Regions from separate parts of the Capra hircus genome. Here region 1 is linked to region 2. A link is a contact called in public Hi-C data. All regions are on one chromosome and are shown on one strand. Each heading gives the region's core, a stretch centred on a gene start, on an enhancer-like site or on the middle of the called end of the contact. The rest is flanking DNA. Distances are from core to core; before and after follow the strand shown. Region 1 overlaps RPA1 (replication protein A 70 kDa DNA-binding subunit). Region 2 holds the start of WDR81 (WD repeat-containing protein 81).

The links. A called contact is a pair of places that touch in the nucleus more often than the background predicts.
Region 1: a contact with region 2 is called in a Hi-C map of blood, with 4 times the contacts expected there. The contact joins the enhancer-like site here to the promoter of WDR81 in region 2. A contact is called at or near these places in 2 of 5 Hi-C or Micro-C datasets (both in blood).

What each region holds. Positions count from the first base shown.
Region 1 is chr19:22,715,427-22,719,413 of ARS1.2, forward strand. All of the region lies in intron 5 of RPA1 (replication protein A 70 kDa DNA-binding subunit), which reads left to right. Among named protein-coding and RNA genes, the nearest start is that of RPA1, 21 kb to the left of the region's middle. Within about 2 kb of position 1,360, at least 1 of the 5 cell types and tissues checked has an H3K27ac peak or open chromatin away from gene starts, as enhancers often do.
Region 2 is chr19:22,614,876-22,619,304 of ARS1.2, forward strand. It overlaps WDR81 (WD repeat-containing protein 81), which reads left to right and starts at 2,239. Exons shown (of 10, transcript XM_018064399.1): 1 at 2,239-4,429. The coding sequence starts at 2,498.

The sequences.
Region 1 (3,987 bases), core at 110-2,609, 100 kb after region 2:
CCTCCAGTTCCCTCTTCTGATTCAATTAGATTGATTTTGAAAATTTTGGTTTGTGTATTTTTGGCACTGCTGAGTCTTCGCTGCTGAGCATGGGCTTTCCCCGATCGCAGCTAGCGGAGGCTGCTCTCTAGCTGCGGTGCTTGGCTTCTCCTTGCAGTGGCTTCTCTTGTGGAGCGCGGGCTCTAGGGCTTGTGGGCTTCGGTAGTTGTGGTGCATCGGCTCAGTAGTTGCAGCACATGGGCTTGATTGCTCCACAGCTTGTGGGATTGTCCCTGATCAGGGATTGAACCCACGTCTCCTGTATTGGCAGGCAGATTCTTTACCACTGAGCCACCAGGGAAGCCCTCAATTATATTAATTTGTTACAGTGGCTTCCAGAACTCAGAGAAACAGTTGACTTAACTTTGTTGTTCAGTCGCTCAGTTGTATCTGACTCTTTGTGACCCCGTGACAGGCTTCCCTGTCCTTCACTATCTCTGGGAGTTTACTCAAACTCATGTCCGTTGAATCAGTGTTGCCATCCAATCATCTCATCCTTGGTCATCCCCTTCTCCTGCCTTCAATCTTTCCCAGCTTCAGGGTCTTTTCCAATGAGCTGGCTCTTTGCATCAAGTAGCCAAAGTTCAATATTCAGGGTTGATTTCCTTTAGGATTGACTGGTTTGATCTCCTTGCTGTTCAGGGACTCTCAAGAATCCTCTCGAAAGCATCAATTCTTTGACTCTCAGCCTTCTTTATGGTCCGACTCACACCTGTGCATGACTACTGGAAAAACCATAGCTTTGACTATACAGACCTTTGTTGGCAAAATGATGTCTCTGCTTTTTAATAGCATCAGTATCAGTTCTTGGTCTATTTTAATCAGTCAATTTTTTTTCCCTTATTAAGAATATTTTTCTGCTTTGTGTGCTTGGTAATCTTGGAATGAATTCAGGCATTGTGATTCGTACCGTTGGGTGCTGGAAACTTGTATTCTTGAATTTTTTTCGGGGATACAGTTAAATTATTTGGAAACAGTTTTATCTTTTGGGATGTTGCTTTTAAAATTTGTTAGATGGGATCAGAGAATGGCATTTATTCTGGGCATTTATTCATAGTACAGAGGCAAGACCCATCAGTATCCTACTCAGTGCCCCGTGAATGTGAAGTTTTCCATTCTGGCTGTTAGGTACAGGTGCTGTTTCTAGCTTGTTGTAAGCACTGGACACTGATCCCCGAGGCCTTCTCAGATGGTTCTTTCTTTCCCTGGCTTCCGATAGTTTCCACACAGAGATCAGCCAACCAGTACTCTGCCGACTCCTCGAGGGGAACCTTCCATCATCTCTGGAGGCCTTTCTCCGTGCAGCTGTCTTCTCTGGTGCTTTGTCCTGAGAACCCCCATGTCTTTATTCCCCACATGCTCAATTCCATCTCCTTAACTCAGGGGTTGCTCCATGCCCACTTCCTGTGCCACAGCCTGGAAACCCTCAGGGCTTCCAGTACTCTGGTGCAGTCACACTCGCCTTGTTTGTTTCCTCTGTCTCAGAATTACTGTCCTTTGTTGCTTAATGTCCTGTATCCTGAGAATCATTTGTCTCATGAATATTTTGCCTTCCTTTTGGTTATTTTTGGTGGGAGGGTCATCTTGGTCTCTGTTATTCTGTCATGTCTTGTACATAGTTTTAAAAGTCAAATAGTTTTGCGAGTGTGTTCTTTGAAGCAAAACCAAAAAAACATTTCCCTGCCCAGTTCTTCTTTGTCCTCTGGCTCCTATCCAGGGGCAGTTTATTTCAAATCTTAGAGCTGTTTCTCTGCTTTGTGTTCACGTATTTGTCCATTAAAACTTGTATACTTTTCAAAGTTGAAATGTTAAGATAGACATATTTTTTTTAAAATAAACAGTAATTTTTGTTTTAAATTTTGAGTAGATAATACAGTTACATCTTTCAGAAGGCAAAACTCTAAAATTAAATAGAGAGAAATCTTACTCCTGCCCCTGCCTTCTCTTGACTTGTTCGTACTCACTGCTGCCCTCTGTAGGTAACCAGTTTCAGTGGTTTCTTTTTGTCCTTCAAGGGATTTCTTAATGAAAATATAATCAAGTGCATAAATTACGTATTTTCACTCATAATCCACTTTGCTTACACCAAAGGTAGGATTTTAGAAAAACAACACTGAACAGCTAGACAGCCGTGTGCACTATGTTGTCTGTCTTTTTTCAGTCCTGTTTTTGTTTTTTAATTTTAGCTTAGAGATATTTTCATATATATTAAAGATCTTCCTCATTTTTACTTATTCATTTGTTAACAGTATAGCATATTGTGTTGTATGACTATTCCATAGTTTAACCAGCCTTTTATTGATGGGCAGTTGGGTGTTTCCATACTCTGGCTATTAAGACAGTGCTGCAGCAGATAACCTTATACATACGCAGGTTTATGGGCAGAGGGGTTTTGGTTGTTAAAGGTGAGATTGTTGGATCCATGGATAAATGCCTTTGTGGTAGGTAGATATGCTTGCGTTCCCTTCATAGGATAGTATCATTTTGCATTCCCACCAACAATATGTGAAAATACTTGTTTCTTCACAGCTATGCCAACAGAGTATGTTGTTAATCTTTTGATTTTTATTTTAAATCAATCTGATAGATGAAAACTCAGATCTCAGTGTAGTGCTTAATTTGTATTGTGAGCAATATGAGCATCCTTTTAAATGTTTAATTAAGGGCTTTTTATTCTCCGAACTGTTGTGTTGTCCATTTTTCGTTTATCCTTTTCTTCTCAATTTTTAAGATATCTTTTTTAAAAAATAGAATTAGTCCTTCATCTCTGATACAAGTTAACAGTGTCTTTCAGACTTTGCTTATGGTGGGTTTTTTTTTGCTGTGCAGCAGTTTTCTTTTGTTTTTATGAACTTGTATTTTCCAGGTTTTTTTTTAATATAAATTTATTTATTTTAATTGGAGGTTAATTACTTTACAATATTGTATTGGTTTTGCCATACATCAACATGAATCCGCCACAGGTATACACGTGTTCCCCATCCTGAACCGGCCTCCCTCCCCATACCATCCCTCTGGGTCGTCTCAGTGCACCAGCCCCAAGCATCCAGTATCATGCATCAAACTGGACTATTTTCCAGCTTTTTAAGACTTTGGATTTTTGAGCTGTAGTGGGAAAGATCTTCCTCACGCCAGCGTCATAAAGGCAGTCACCCATGTTTTACTCTAGTGCTGGTGAGACCTTACTGTTTGTGTCTGAATCGTCCGTGCTGCTTCTCTCTTACAGTTGTGATGTCTTTGTGGTGTTTGGGGCCTCACTTTGGCATAGTTTGCAGTTTGTCTCTTTCCCCTAGCTTCACTGAAGATGCAGTCTGTATATGGGGTGTTAGTTTATGGGACGAGCATTCATTCTTCCTGTCACCGTCTGATTTTTAGGAGAAGGGAAGGTTTGGGACTTGGTCATCACCATGCTTCTTTCAGGAGTGGGGCCTTCTAGATTTTAATTTTTACCTATACCAAACGTATTAACTTGGTGTTTTACATTGGAAAAGGGAAGCTGCAGCCTATTCAGATAAAGTTTCAAGATATTAAATAGGAACATCACAGTTGTTTTGCAATAGTAAAGTGTTTTTAAAATGAGCATGTAGGTTGTGTTATTCCCAGCTTTTAGGAAGGCAAGCCAAGACAAAGCAATACTTAGCATCTCTATGAAATCTCTGGATGCTGTAGGCTTGAGGGAGAGGTGATTTGCCCAACTTACTACCTTTGGCTGGATTTCTTATGTTTTTTATGTTGTATTTAATTGACTGGCTGCTTTGAACATGTTGTCTTTCAGGGGCAAAGTATTTGAGGTAAAGATGGAGTTGAAAGGGGTGAAGGATAATTACCACTTGGGGTGAGGCCCGTGGAACTATGGGAAACACTCCTTTGTCCCAGTTCCACTGGCCCTTCCTTCCTTTCTGTTAAAGTACAAAGGAATGAGGCAGAGATTTTGCTGTTCAAGAGTAT
Region 2 (4,429 bases), core at 989-3,488:
ACAAACTTGCAGAAAGAAAAAGGAATGCCTCCTTAGTCTAGATAAACTGAAACCAGAGCAAAGACTGCAAAATTTTGTTGGTACTAAGAAGCAGGCTCAGGTGCATTAGTGGTAAAGAACCCGCCTGTCAATGCAGGAGTCATAAGAGACGTGGGTTCGATCCCTGGGTTAGGAAGATCCCCTGGAAAAGGGAGTGGCTACTCACTCCGGTATTCTTGCCTGCAGAATCTCGTGGACAGAGGAGCCTGGAGTGCTACAGTCCACAGGGTAACCAAGAGCTGGACACAACTGAAGCAACTTAGCACGCAGCACACAAGAAGCAGGCACTACCTCCAGACCCTCCTCTGGTCTTAGGTACTTAGACCAATGTTAGGGATACAAGATTGTTAAGAACACATAATTTCCCAGGTGAAAAAAAAAAAATACGGCACGATGGTTACCAAAGGGAAAACAGTGGGGGAGGGACAAATTAGGAGCTTGGGATTAAAACACACACACTACTATATAAGAAACAGATAACAAACAGAGACCTACCATACAGCACATGGAACTGTACTCAGTATTCTGTAATAACATATGAAAAGTATCTGAAAAAGAATAAATATATGTATATATATAACTGAATCACTTTGCTGTACACTTGAAACTAACACAACACTGCAAGTCAACTATATTCCAATAAAATTTAAAAAACAAAACAAGGGATTTCTCTGGAGATCTAGTGGTTAACTCTCTCCTACTGCAGGGAGCACAGGTTCCATCCCTGGTTGGGGAACTGAGATCCCACATGCCACAGGGCATGGCCAATTTTTTTTTTTTTTAATTAAAAACAAAATAGTACTTGGCCAAGGAGTACAAAGAACATTGGTTTTAGAATGAGCCAGGCCTAGATTTGAATCCTGGTTCTACCACTTCCTAGCTATGGGACCTAAGCAAATTACTTAGTCAGCTTCCTCATCCTAAAACGGATCTAAAACTATCCTCTTAAAAAGGGTTGTGGTAAGAATTTAAAGTATGCAAACTGCTTAGCAAGATGCCTGGCTCCTGATCAGTGCTCTGTAAGTGGTGGCTGTTAAGTTATTATCGCTCAAGGTCATGTGACCAAGCACATCAGCAGTTCTAGCTGCCTTTTTCAAGAAGGATACAGATGAAATCAAATTATGGCTGAGCCATTCCTGTTCCTCTCTAATTAGGACTTTATTTTTTTTCTTAAGTGTCTTTATGGAGCTCCCACACCTCCACACCAGACTCCTACATGAGGCAAACTCTCCTTCTAGAAGTGGGACTGGAAAAATAGATACTGGTGTCTCGCTGAAGACAATGGCCTGTCAATCCCACAAATGAGTCAGAACCAAGACGTCTTGAAGGAGTCCTGTAGTTCTGGCGCCAGCTCGCTGGTTTCTGCTCCCTGCCGTGTTGCACCTTCCCCCCAGCCACCATGGCATCTGCAAGGCTCTGACAACAGCAGGCAGGCTCTGACAACAGCAGGCAGGCTCTGTCATACTGCAGAGACAGATCTTCAACAGGAAGTCTTGGGGGAACATTTCCATCCTGGCTTTTCCGCCTTCAACTTCTCTGCCCAAGATTGCCCAGAATTTTTATTATTAAAAAAAAAAAAAAAAGCCTTAAAAGAGCTGTCAGTGGGGAGGACTCCAGAGCAGATCTGTGCCCCAGTTTGGTGAGTTTCCATGCTGCCACTTGGACAAGCCTCTTCGGAGGTTCTTGGTTTTTTACCTGTAAAATATGAACAATAATAACCGCCCTTCCTAAATCACTGAGAGTTGCCAGGGCCAAATGGAATGTTACTGCTGAAACTTTGGAAAACTAAAAGCTCTTTCTTTTGGAAGGCAGCTTGGAGGCGGTGAAGGGACTTAATGTGAAAAGTCCCAGCTCTGGTTCAGGATTCTTATCGGTAAAACCAGAGCGAGGTGGTTGAGGCGGCGGCGGCGGGGGTGATCACCTGAGGCTGCCCTCTCTAAGGGAAACCCTCCATAGGTCCGCGTCTCAGCGCTTGAAGGAGGAAGTAAGGAGGGAAAGGGAAGTCTCGTGGGCCGCTCATAGCCCCCACCCCTGCCCGATTCAGCCCGGGAGGAAGCGAAGCTGCCACCAGGCCTAGCAGGGTGCGGGTAAGGAGAGGCCGGCGGGCGGTGGCGCGGCCTAGAGGAGGCGGGGTTCCCGGGTTCAGTCGAGCCACGTGCGGTTGTTTCCGTACCGGGCGATCACGTGAGCAGCGTCAGCTGACCCGTCACGGTGGAGCCTGGCGGTGGAGCCTGGCGCTGGCGCCCCTCAGCCCCCGCCCGGCCGCGCCTGGAGCGCAGCACCCTGCGGAGGGGTAAGAGCGCCCCCACGGCCCGCCTCTATCCCCGGCCCATCCCCGCCTCCTCCGCCCCAGCCCCCGTCCCTCGCTTACCCCTACCCACCTGGCATCCGGTAAGCCGAGGCGAGGGGGGCTGTGGCAGGGCTCTGCCCCGCGCTGCCCCCAGGCGGCCAAGAGGGGATGGCCCTGGGGAGCAGGGGGCGGGAAGTCGCGCTTACCGCCAAGGCGGAGGGCTGGTCACCGCCCCCGAGCCCCGACATGGAGGAGCTGCTCCGGAGCGTGGAGAGGGACCTGAGCATCGATGCCCGGCAGCTGGCTCCGGCCCCGGGGGGCGCACACGTGGTGGCTCTAGTGCCCGCGCGCTGGCTGGCCAGCCTCCGCGAGCGCAGGCTGCCCCCGGGACCCTGTCCGCGCGCCGAAGGCCTGAGCGAAGCGGAAGTCAGGACTCTCTTGCAACGCTCCGTGCAGAGGCTGCCTGCCGGCTGGACTAGAGTCGAGGTGCACGGGCTGCGGAAACGAAGGCTCTCCTACCCGCTGGGCGGCCTGGCTTTTGAGGAGGGATCCGGCACCCCGGAGACCCTCACTCGCTTCATGCAGGATGTGGCTGCCCAGAATTATCGCAACCTGTGGCGCCACGCGTATCACACTTACGGGCAGCCCTACAGTCATAGCCCTGCCCCCGCAGCTGTCCCTGCCCTGGATTCAGTGCGACAGGCTCTGCAGAGGGTCTATGGTTGCCCTTTCCTGCCACTGGGCGAAGCTGCGCAGTGCCCCTCATATGCCAGAGAAGGCCCCTGTGCCCCTCGGGGCTGCCCTGCCTCTCCCAGTCTTCTGAGAGCCGAAGCTCTGTTGGAGTCCCCGGAGATGCTCTACGTGGTGCACCCGTATGTGCAGTTCTCCCTGCACGATGTGGTCACCTTCAGCCCCGCCAAGCTGACCAACAGCCAAGCCAAGGTGCTCTTCATTCTCTTCCGTGTGCTGAGGGCCATGGATGCCTGTCACCAGCAGGGACTGGCCTGCGGGGCCCTGTCTTTGCACCACATTGCCGTGGATGAGAAACTTTGCAGCGAGCTCCGCCTGGACCTGAGTGCTTATGAGAGGCCCGAGGAGGCGGGGGATGAGGAGACCCAGGAAGCAAGAAACAGGGCAGGTGTCGAGCCTGGCGAGGAGGGAAGACGGGGACCTGGGTGTCCCACGTGCCAGGAGGAGCTCAGGGGCCTTGTGCTAGACTGGGTCCACGGCCGCATCAGCAACTTCCACTACCTCATGCAACTGAATCGGTTGGCGGGTCGGCGGCAGGGGGACCCCAACTACCATCCGGTGCTGCCCTGGGTGGTTGACTTCACCGTGCCTCGTGGGCGCTTCCGAGACCTGCGCAAGTCCAAGTTCCGCCTCAACAAGGGGGATAAGCAGCTGGACTTCACATATGAGATGACCCGGCAGGCGTTTGTGGCAGGAGGCGCAGGCGGCGGGGAGCCACCTCACGTCCCTCACCACATCTCCGACGTGCTTTCTGACATCACCTACTACGTGTACAAGGCCCGGCGCACACCCCGGTCGGTGCTCTGCGGACACGTGCGGGCGCAGTGGGAGCCCCACGAGTACCCGGCCAGCATGGAGCGGATGCAGAGCTGGACTCCAGATGAGTGCATTCCCGAGTTCTACACTGACCCCTCCATCTTCTGCTCCATCCACCCCGACATGCCTGACCTAGATGTGCCGGCCTGGTGCCGCTCTAACCAGGAGTTCGTGGCTGCCCACCGGGCACTGCTGGAGAGCCGAGAGGTGTCCCAGGACCTACACCACTGGATTGACCTCACCTTTGGCTACAAACTACAGGGCAAGGAGGCTGTGAAGGAGAAGAACGTGTGTCTGCACCTGGTGGACGCCCACACACACCTGACCAGCTATGGTGTGGTGCAGCTCTTTGATCAGCCACATCCCCAGCGCCTGGCGGGGGCCCCTGCCCTCGCCCCTGAACCTCCCCTCGTCCCCAATCTGTGGTTCCAGACCATCCAGGAGAGCACAGGCCGGGAGGACTTCCCCGCACAGCTTACGAATGGGATGGGCAGGACGGTTTTGGAGGCCACTCCCTGTGAGTCTGGCTGGGCC